Linked DNA regions of Sus scrofa: region 1 is linked to region 2. Evidence: chromatin contacts called from public Hi-C data. All regions are on one chromosome and are shown on one strand. Each heading gives the region's core, a stretch centred on a gene start, on an enhancer-like site or on the middle of the called end of the contact. The rest is flanking DNA. Distances are from core to core; before and after follow the strand shown. Region 1 has its middle 68 kb from the start of CTLA4. Region 2 overlaps CD28 (CD28 molecule).

Region 1 (5,301 bases), core at 1,946-4,445, 76 kb after region 2:
AATTTGGTCTTTGATTGGCTGTAGAATTGGAAGACACCTTAGCAATATCTGCCGTATCTTCTCTCATACTCAAGCAGCATGTTTGAGCAGCTGGGAACATGAATTATTTAAAAAGAAAAATATTAGTGAGGAAACAATTTTTTAAAAAATCAAACCTGTTAAAGTTAAGATGACCTATGGTCAGTCTGCACCTAAGGAAATACATCTATCTACATTCTTTGCATTACATACTTTCAAGTAGATATCCTTAAATGCTCCAATTGCTGGATGTACAGATTTTGTCTCAAATAATATAGCAATAGATATCTTTTTCATATTTCATTAAAAAAGATGTTTAAAAGGTGGCCCCAAACTTCTCAAATTTAAATGTTAACAGAAACAAAGAATGATAGACTGGAAATAACCTTACCTTCCCTAAAAAAAAAAAAAAAAAAAAAAAAAGGAAAGAAAGAATAAAGAAGGAAATCAAAAATTATGCATAGAAAGACTAGAAGGAAATATTGTACAACACAATGCTAACAGTGGCTGTCTTTCAAAAGAGATATCATATGTGTTTATAAATAGTACTTTCTATTATTTTCTGTTTTGTTAAACTTTTTATAATTAGTTGGCAATATTTTTATAACAAAAAAATCTAAAAAACTTAAAAAATACTTTTCTAATTCAAGTGCTAAAGTTAATTTTGACACAAAGCCTTTATAAGTATTGTGTAGAGGTCATTCTTTGACTATTTCTGGAGTTACATGGATTTGTGAAATATTAAATAAGGGCAGAAATATATAAATATATATATTGTCAGTAAATTGTCTTTAGTTGGGTCAAAAATATGTTTTCAGAAAAAATCTGTAAGAAATTGCAGACAGAAAAATATGAGAATTCTGTGAAATTTTGGATCCACTATCAGGAAAATTTCAACCTGGCATGAGGCATTGAAGAGAAGAAAAAAACGTTGTTATTTCTAAACCAATATGAAAATAGTAGAAACATTACCAGACCAACTTTAGAACAGTCCACATCCCCTTTCATTAAAATAATTAATTTCTTTCATTCACTCTCTTTTGTTCATTCATTCATAGATTCATTCACTAAGTTAGGCAATTTAACCTCTGTAAACAGCAGTTTCCTTATGTGTAAAATGGGGATCCTATGGAGTACTAGTTATCCTGTTACAGAGTATTTCTGAAGGGTAAGAAGGATAATGAATACAAAGTTCTTGGAGCGTAATAGGTACTAAAAAAATAGAACCTGTTATTGCTCTTATTATTATTACCCTCGCCAAAAGGTTTCACAACTATTCCACTGAGGAGAAATTAGCACCAGAGTGTGTTAAATGCCACTTAAAATTAACCACTTATAATTAACAGCGTAAAACACTGTGTGTGTTTTATCCCAAAAAGTAGACTCAGTATTTCTGTACAATTTTAAAGCTAATATTTGTTACCTTTGTCAAATCCTTAATTGAAAGATGCCTTTGATTTCTAAATCGGGATAGCCTATATTTTCATTAATTCTGCTGCTGAGACAGGCCAGATCCCTTGCCCAGAGGTGGCTGAAAGCCTTCTTTCTTGTAAGAGAATCACCTTTTACAAGTGAGGCAAAGACATGGACCCTTCAAATCTTTCCAAAGTCTGTCGTTTAGGCTTCTTGATAGAAACTGCTGGTGCTGGTTTTTCTGTAAGTACCTGGTAACAGTAATCATGTGTGCCAGGGCCTAATGCATCCCATGGCCACTTGGAATAGCAACAAGGATCTCCAGATGGAAGGATGCTGCAAATGAGGTTTATATAGTTAAAAGAACATTTGAAAGTCAGGGGATACACGTGTACTTTATGTAAATCCGAATTCAATTTAAATAAACACCATGGCCTTCTGGCACCCAGTAAAGGAAGGCAGCTCAGACACATATTCCCATCAGGTGGTAACTCTTATTAGCTGGAGTTGACTAAACTTTAAGCGAGTATGGAGAGTTCTTGGAATGGCCAGCTGTCAAAAATGGTAACTATTATTTCTGTTATTCTCAGCATAATGATCATCATCATCATTGCCCTGTGGTTATTATCTGAGGGCTCAACCAAGAAAACTTGCCCAGACCTCATTCTTGTTAATTGCAGGATGAATTTAGTGCAAGGGAAGCTGCCTTTCTAGTTATAAAATCTAATTTAGGGAGCAAAGGGATTGTGACATACGGAGATATCCTGTCCCTGCCCCCCCGCCCAATCCATGTGCTGGCAGCTCTTTTTCTGTCCTAGAAATTGTTGTGTTTTAGAACTGCTATTCTTAATGCCTACCCTCCTGTGATGCTGGGATACACAGGTGCTACTTCCATTGAATGTATCCAGATTTGATAAAACACAGCCAATTTTGGTGAAGCAAAGCACATAATAGTTCATGAGTGCCACAATTATGTGCTGTTTGCCAGAAGTGATAAGTGCTTTAGTTTGGGTCCTCTCTGAAGCAGAGCCTAAGGTAAGAACTAGGGTATGGGTAGTTTATTTGGGAGATGATCCTCAGAAGCAGGAGTGAAGGAGTGGAGACAGTGAGGTGGGAAAGGAGGAAGAGCTCGCATAAGAGTATATTATTGAGGCACATTAAGCAATGGGCCAGATTGTCCCGGAACCTGGGAGAAGCATACAGAATGCCTGTCAGAATCGTTCATCTGAAGGACTGTCACCAGCCCTTCATTGTTGAGGTTTTTCTTTGAGCTTAATTACCCTGAAATTCTGGGTTTATGCTTGCACAGAGTTGGGGTGGTATTTAGAGGAGGCCAAAGGGTAAAATAAACGCAAAAACAAACAAGGAGTGGGAGGCACTGAATGAATGGTGTAATAAAGACTTTAAAAAAAAAATCTGCACTTCCATACAAGCAATAAGAACTGTCAATATCAGCTTTTTTAGAACTCTGAAAATTAATTAAAGGCTTACAATAATCCAAGGAGTATTTATTAAAGCAAAATAGCCAAATCTTAAGTAAAAACAGCAAGATTCTGGGACTCCAAGGAGGACCACAAAATTGAAGAGGAAAAACTGGTTAATTAAATGTCCTCAGGGGATTTTTAAAGGTTCTGATATATTCCAGCGAATACAGAACAGGGCTGTGCATATACTCAAGAAAGTCCTCGAAGGCCCTAGCTCTCCCCTTGCGTTGATCTCAAGGCTCTGTACAAGCAGGAAATGAAAGCAAAAACATAGCTGGTAATGTTCTGCTAGAGTGTTGAAGGTGTGCCCCAACACAAACACACAGCCTGTAGGCAAGGTCTTGGAGGCTCATTGGTTCAAGGCATTTAAGGAAATTTCTGTCTAATTATTAACTGATCACTAAGCTAACAGAGCAGAGACTCCAGTGGCTGCATGGGACAAAGGATACAGACTTTGCAGAATAAGTTCATGAAAGTCATCAAACAAACAACAGCAACAAACCCTGGAAAGTAGGGGAATCTGACTTCCAGAGGTGGCACATTATGTTATTTAAAATGTTCAGCTTTTAGCAAAAAAAAAAAAAAAAAAAATATGAGACAGGCAAAGAAACAAAAAAATATAACCAACACACAGAAAAACAAACAAACAAAAACAGCCAGTAGAAATTGCCCTGAGGAAGCCCAGATGTTGTACTTACTACACAAAGACTTAGTAACCATAAATATGTTAAAAGAATTAGCAGCCATAAATATGTTCAAAGATATAAAGAAAACCATGTCTAAAGAATTAAAGGAAAGTATGAGAATGATGGCTCACAAAATACAGAAAATTAATAAAGAGTTAGGAATTATAATGAAAGAACCAAATAGGAATTCTGGATATGTTAACTTTTTTAAAAAAATTAAAAACAAAAGAAATTCTGGAGTTGAAAAGTACAATAATTGAAATCAAAAAATCACTAGAGGGGATCAAGAGCAGTTCTGAATTGGAAGAAGAAAGAATTAGTGAACTTGAAAGCAAGCTAATTGAGATTATCTTATTTGTACAACAGAAAGGAAAAGAGAAAAGAACACAAGTGTCCCCAGAGACCCATAGGATTCTATCAAGCAGATCAACATGTACATAACGGAGATCCCAGAATGGGAGGAGAAAGATATAGGGATAGAAAGAATATTCCATGAAATAATTTAAAAAACTTTCCAAATTTGATGAAAAACATTTATCTACACATTTAAGAAGCTTAAAAGTCTCCAGACAGGATAAACTCAAAAAGATGGAGTTTTGAGTTTAGATACATACGTCGTAGTCAAACTTTTGAAAAACAAAGACAGAAGAGAGTATTGAAAGCAGCAAGAGAAAAGCTTGTACCATCATGTACCTCTTGCACCAGGGATGTTCATAACAGCACTAATCATAACAGTCAAAAGGTGGAAAGAAATGTATGGATGGATGGATGGCGAAAAATAATGTAGCATCGCTATATAAAAACAATATTATTTGGCCACAAAAAGGATTGAAGTTCTGAAACATGTTACAACATGAATGAATCTTGGAAACATTTTGCTGACTGAGAGAAGCCAGTTACCCAGACCACCTGTTGTATGATTACTATGAAAAGGCCAGAATAGACAAATCCATAGACCTAGAGAGTCAGTTAGTGGTTGACAGAGGTGGGGAGAATCAAGAATGGAGAGTGACCTAGAGAGGATGGAATTTATTTTGCGGCTGATGAAAATGTTCTAGAATTAGTGGTATATGATACACAGCATTGTGAATATATTGAAATTCACTGAATTGATATTTTTTAAGAAAGTGGATTTTGTGAAATGTGAATTTTGTTTCAGTGAAGCTCTTACTAAAAAAAATCAAGAAAACTCTTTGGTAGGTGCTTGAAGTGGGTTACTGCCAGTTGAAGATGAATTCGTGTTCACATGAAACTGCCCACCACCAGCATGCTGAAATCAGGGGTGAGTTGAGGGGAAGTGATATGCAACATCAAAGAAATCTGCTATAGGAGTCTGAGACAAGATGATGAGCTGCAGGTTATGTGTTCTTCCTAGAGGTTTAGGAGTGAATTTGTGCTTTGTCCTCCCACTCAAGCAAATACAAGGGGGAAAACAATAAATGGAAGTGGAGTAATTGACAGTTGAGAGCACCTTGATCCCTAGAATTAATTTTTAATTACAAGTCTGAATTTTACATTCTGAATACAAACTTGAACTTTAATAATCTAAAAAAATCCATAATAAAACTTTTTTTTCTTTATAAAATATCTTGTGGCAGAGAGTAGCCTGATGAGAGCACGGTAGGGAACCAGGTCATCTATTTCAGTGAATTCCACACTTTAATTAATAAGCAGAAGAGTTACTTGAGAAGCTATGAAAA
Region 2 (5,196 bases), core at 1,668-4,167:
ATCTCAGGTCTAGTTTGGGCTTAAAAATGCTTCTCAAGTCGAAGAAAAACTTTAGCTTTTATCAGCTCGAGCAAGGCAACTCAACCACACCACCCCTTTGTGGATGTGCTTATGATCCGATAGAGAAAATACAAGAACTGCAACTAGCCATCTTGGAAATTGCTTGGAGAGATTGAAAACAAGAATCTTAGAAGCTAATGTGCTTTGAAATGACAGCAGGACTTGGGGAGACACTATTGCCTTTGCTCTCCTCCATCTTCCTAACTGATGTTCAGGTTCAACGCAGGAATCATTTTCAAAGTTCCAGGCCATGGCAGTTGCCTAGAAGACTCTGAATGTGCCAAGGTGGACTTAAGCTGACTTCTTAGAGGTGTAAGCTTTAGGGAGGATGAAACAAATAGAAACAATACACTGTCATCTTCTTTACAGAGTTGCTTTGAATGAGGGCTCAGAATGATGGTGGCTCAGGAGGAATAGGATTCCCAAGTTTTGTTACTAGATTCAAATATATATTTAGACTGTAGTATGTTAATACAGGAGGCCCCTGATACGTGTGGGATTTCTTTCTATTTATTAACAGAATTATGTCAGAATGTTTATGCAGAAAGTTAGAAAGCCCTGGTCACCTACTGTCTGAACTATGGGAATCTTTTAGGGTACTAACATTTGATTTTTGGCAGGATTTGGTGGCTTTGGGTATTGGTAGCTCTCTCATATAAATTAAGGTGCTCAATCACATTGTCCTCTTTGATGATCCATCCCGCATTAGGAGCTGGAGGGACAATGCAGACCTTTGGATGGCAGGGCCTGAGTGCTGGGTAGTATGTCTGAGTGGCAGGGATGGGTTCTAGTGCAGGCAAGGCTTTTGGCAGATTTAATGATTGTCACCCTAATACAGATGACTTTCCTTTCCAAGATACATGTCTATCTGACTTTCTGGAGATCCAGTCTGACTCATCAAACTCCTGGACCTTTCCTCCAGGATGGCTGACCTGCCCCTCAAACCCAGTGTATCTAAAACCCAATAGCTTTTTTCAAACAAATTGCCTTTTTTTGCTTGGCTAATTTTGTCAATGATCCCTCAGTCAGTCCATGAACTCCATGCCAGTCATTTTGGGTTCCTATTTACCATCACCAAGTGTAACCTAGCACCAACACCTTGCCCCATCCTTTCTATCTCAGCTGCTCCCTCCACAGCTCAGGCCCTAGCACCTCACACTGATGCTATTGTTCAGCCTCCTGACTGGTCTCTGCCTCAGCCCCATTGCCTTTCTAGTAAAATCCAGGTACCTTCTCTTGGCATTAAAGGTTCTCCCTGATTGGCATCAGCCATCTTCACTTACTCCCTCCCCCTCCCCCCGCCCCATGTAAATGCTGTTTGTCCCTATAAACTCTTAAAACTCTTAAGTCATTTCCTTTACGTTAGTCTAAATTTGCCCCAAAGTTCATGGCCCAGTTAAAGGCCAGTCTGCACAAAGGCTCCAGAATCCTCTTGCCTGGAAACAAGGGCTCTTCCGTGTGACTGTCCATTACCCTCTAGAAGCCTCAATCACCATGCATGGCTTTGGAGTAGCTAATTGAGAATCTGCCTTAGGGTTTCTCCTAGAAGGAAGAGGCTGGCCGTATCTTTTCCGTCTTCCCATCTCCCAAAAACCTAGTACTTCAGGTCCCATTATTTATTCGCTGAATGAACGATTAGTCTTCTGCCTTAACAAAGTCAAAGAGCAATTTTCTGATACATCAAAATTTCTTTTCAGAAAGTATTCCTTGATCATATTGATGATTTTTCTCTCTCAAGAATTAGTGCCTTAGGTCTAGGTGCTTGGATGGGACTTTTTGCTGTGATCTGACCTCTGCGTTACTTTCTGACAGTTGCCTGAAGCACAATTTTTTCAAAGGCCAGGGATAGTTGTTCTCTGCACTACTGGGTCTGCCTGTGAAGAAATGCAGTTCAAGCTTGAAGGTGGCCCTTAGAGTGGTGCTGGCCAAGAGCAGCTTCTTTCTCTATTATTGTCTATAATCACTGGTAATTGTTTGAACTATAGTCTCTTCAGATTCTGTTTAAAAATCACACTTGCTTTTGATAGGAGTTAATGGGCTTGATGTAAGTTGGGAGTTGTGCAGACACAACCTTGGGCAGGGCTGGTTCCTTGGCTGTTTTTCCCTGCAGAGGTCATTGCTTCTGTCACGGTGGCCCCTTCTGCACAACACTCCTTTCCGTCTGCTTCTGGGAACCCTGCTCTCCCCCTGTCCCTTTAGATCTGAGAGTGGATATAATTCTGCTGCTCTGAGCTACAGGTTCTAGTACCACCCCTTGTGGTTCCCAACCTTTGCTGACAGTCAGTCTTTTTTTTTTTTTTTTTTTTAAATAAACCCTCCTCCTATTGCCTGGTTTGGAGTGTGCCATCTGTTTTCTGCCAAGATCTTGAATGAGACCGTGTCTATGTATATGGACCATATAATAAGGCTTTGAAAAAGCCTTATTTTTTTTTTTGTAGAGGCTTTTTCTTAAGAGTTCTATTCCTTGTGAAAATGAGGAGAGTTTCAAGATGACAGTCAGCAGAAAATGAGACAGAATGACTACCAAGTTATTTTGAAAATATAGTCTGCATTACCTTTTCTTTCCCTCCCTTTAACATGGATTTCAGAGAGTCTGGAGCCATTCACAATTTGGTAGGTTTGGTTTTGTCTTTGCAACAAAGAGGATGGTGAAAGATGCTATAGTCAGATGAGTGTTTTGTGTTCCTCTTTCTCACATCTGAATGAGGCCAAACTGCCAGCTAGAGTCACCAGAGCCACAGTGGTTGAGCGTCCCTGTCCTCCCAGAAAGCACAGCTTGCCTTACAAGTCCCTGAGCGAATGCTGGGTTGGCCCACAGGGAGCCTGCCACCTGTGGAGGCTGAGAAAGGGGTAAGTGGTCAGATGGCCACGTGTGGAAGGGTATCCTGGACCTGGGCAGGAAATGTGCTCAGAGGAAAGTTACGGTAACTTCACCAGTGTTGTGGTCGGGAGGGGGGTGTTCTGTGCCAGGGAAATCAGCGTCACCTTCACAATATGTTCACAAACATCACGGGGCAAGATGGTTGAAAATAGAAAGCTTTCATTTTCTTTGGTTCCTGCCTGACATGTTAAATTCTGTTCAGTCAGAATTTAAAAAAGGAAACAACGTGATTAGGATCTTTACAACCTGATGGTTAAACTGCAGAGTAAACTCTGATTGTGATGTGCAGAGATGGAACCCAATAAAGTTCTTAAGAGGTTCTGAAGCAAAAATCACATTGCTAAAGAAACATGTATTCTATCTTTTTGGGTGCTTCCTTAAATTGCAGACTTCAGCCTCGAGTGCTGCTCTCGGGTTCACCTGTCTCTATGTGCCATGTGAGTGCTCTATGGTACTGTGATAAAGAAAAGGAAAGATGGAAGATTGTAAATGAAACATGAAAAATAAACGTAATTCACAAAAGCCCTGAGGTTAAGGATTTGCCCGTGAGGTTTAGACTGAAAGTGACTTTATGTATGGACTAGTGTTTATGTTCAAACCCTTGGGGACATGTGGGCAACCTGAGATGGAATAGTTGCAGTGGTATAATTACTACTTTCAAATCTGAAATAATTTACAAGAGAGGCATTTCATAGGACCACATTGTCTGTAGGCCTTATCTGCGATCCATCTATGACCTTCAGGAAGTCTCTGAAGTTGTAAACAAAATCTTTTGTGTAGAGACAGAGTTAAGTTTGGTCCCAGACTTTTTCTAAATAGGACCATGAAATCAAGTCCATTTGCTGAATGTACAAACTTTGTTTTCTATTCATTCATTCATGATTTGAAACATTACCCTAAGAATCACAGATAAATACATGAGGTCTTAGCTCTTCCCTTCTTTGTGCAACCTTGTTTAGCAAGCCATTTACTTTGGTTTTCAGTTGCTTCTTCTGTAAAATAAGGAATTAGCTGAAATTATCCCCAATTTTCCTTCTAGCTGAGTGCTTTTTGCAGGCTGGTATTCCAGCAACATGGGGTAGAAAATGAAATGTATCTTGGCCCTGTCCACTTCTCACTCCATTTACTCCCCTACTCACTGGTATTCTATCTCTCACTTAATATTATCCAACTATCAAGTCCAAGCTTTGAGAGGGTCTAGAAATAATCACTGAAATTGCATTGAAATTTTGATGCAAACTGGCATAGGGAAAAGAACAATATATTGGAAGACATGAGGCATGAACCAAGTCCTAAGGGTCATGAACTTGTACTGTAACCTTGGAGAAGTTATTGGACCTCTTTGACCTCATCTGTAAAATGGGCATAAAATGGTCATCCTGCTTATTTACTTCCCAGGTTAATGGGGAGTTCAAATGAGATAAAATAGGAGAAAGCACTTTGCAACCCTGTGAATGCAGATCATAGCTACTAATTTGTCGCTGTATTCCCCACACTGCATTTTAGGCTTCACCTTATTTTGAAATCAAAGCATTAAATGAGCTGGTGGGGAGTGTCCTTTTAGGGTCAGGGTTTCTTCTCTGGTGTTTGGAGCCACACCTTAGAGATGGTTATCCACTCCACCTGTACAGAGAGTTGACTTGCTTATTATTATAGTAATTGACCTATTTACAACAAGTGAAATGGGAAAGCTTTGTTTTGTTTTTGGTAACTAAGCTTCCTTTCCTCCTTTCTCATGGAAGCATAAGCAACTTTCAATTTTCCAGAAGTCAACGATGTCACAAAATTCACAGATTATCTGTGGGAAATCTTTCAGCTCTCACTGCCCTGCTCATCAGCAGCAGATAAGTACCGTCTCCCCTCCAATCTCACTCTTCATGTTGCCTGTTGTCAAGGAGGAGTTGTGAGGGAAAGAGGTTTGAGGTTACTGCTTCCTGTCTCCACACCTTTAGCTGGTTTAGCTGCTAGGAAAGGGTTTAAAAAGCAAAGCACTCAATTCATCATCAAAACAACTTAATTCAATTAGAGAAATGTCAGTCAAGCCATTCTTTTGATAACCAGAAGTGAATACAACTGGGAGACTGACAATGCACCTGGGTAGACTTTGCCTAACTACTCACAAGTCAGAAAACTGAATATTTACAGGGAAAAGGGAAGGTCTGGTAAGAAAAAATTAACCTGAGGAGGACGTTTTCCACTCCTGGCACTAAGCAGAAAGCAAAAAGGGATCAAACAGATGTTAGTATGGGGAAGCT

The links. Hi-C and Micro-C count contacts between places; a contact is called where the count stands out from the background.
Region 1: a contact with region 2 is called in a Hi-C map of liver, with 2.5 times the contacts expected there. The contact joins two enhancer-like sites. A contact is called at or near these places in 2 of 47 Hi-C or Micro-C datasets (liver and mesenchymal stem cells).

What each region holds. Positions count from the first base shown.
Region 1 is chr15:107,212,541-107,217,841 of Sscrofa11.1, forward strand. No RefSeq gene overlaps it. Among named protein-coding and RNA genes, the nearest start is that of CTLA4, 68 kb to the right of the region's middle. Within about 2 kb of position 3,196, at least 10 of the 83 cell types and tissues checked have an H3K27ac peak or open chromatin away from gene starts, as enhancers often do. A contact at or near this core is called in liver, where this site is marked.
Region 2 is chr15:107,137,259-107,142,454 of Sscrofa11.1, forward strand. All of the region lies in intron 1 of CD28 (CD28 molecule), which reads left to right. Among named protein-coding and RNA genes, the nearest start is that of CD28, 12 kb to the left of the region's middle. Within about 2 kb of position 2,918, at least 8 of the 83 cell types and tissues checked have an H3K27ac peak or open chromatin away from gene starts, as enhancers often do. A contact at or near this core is called in liver, where this site is marked.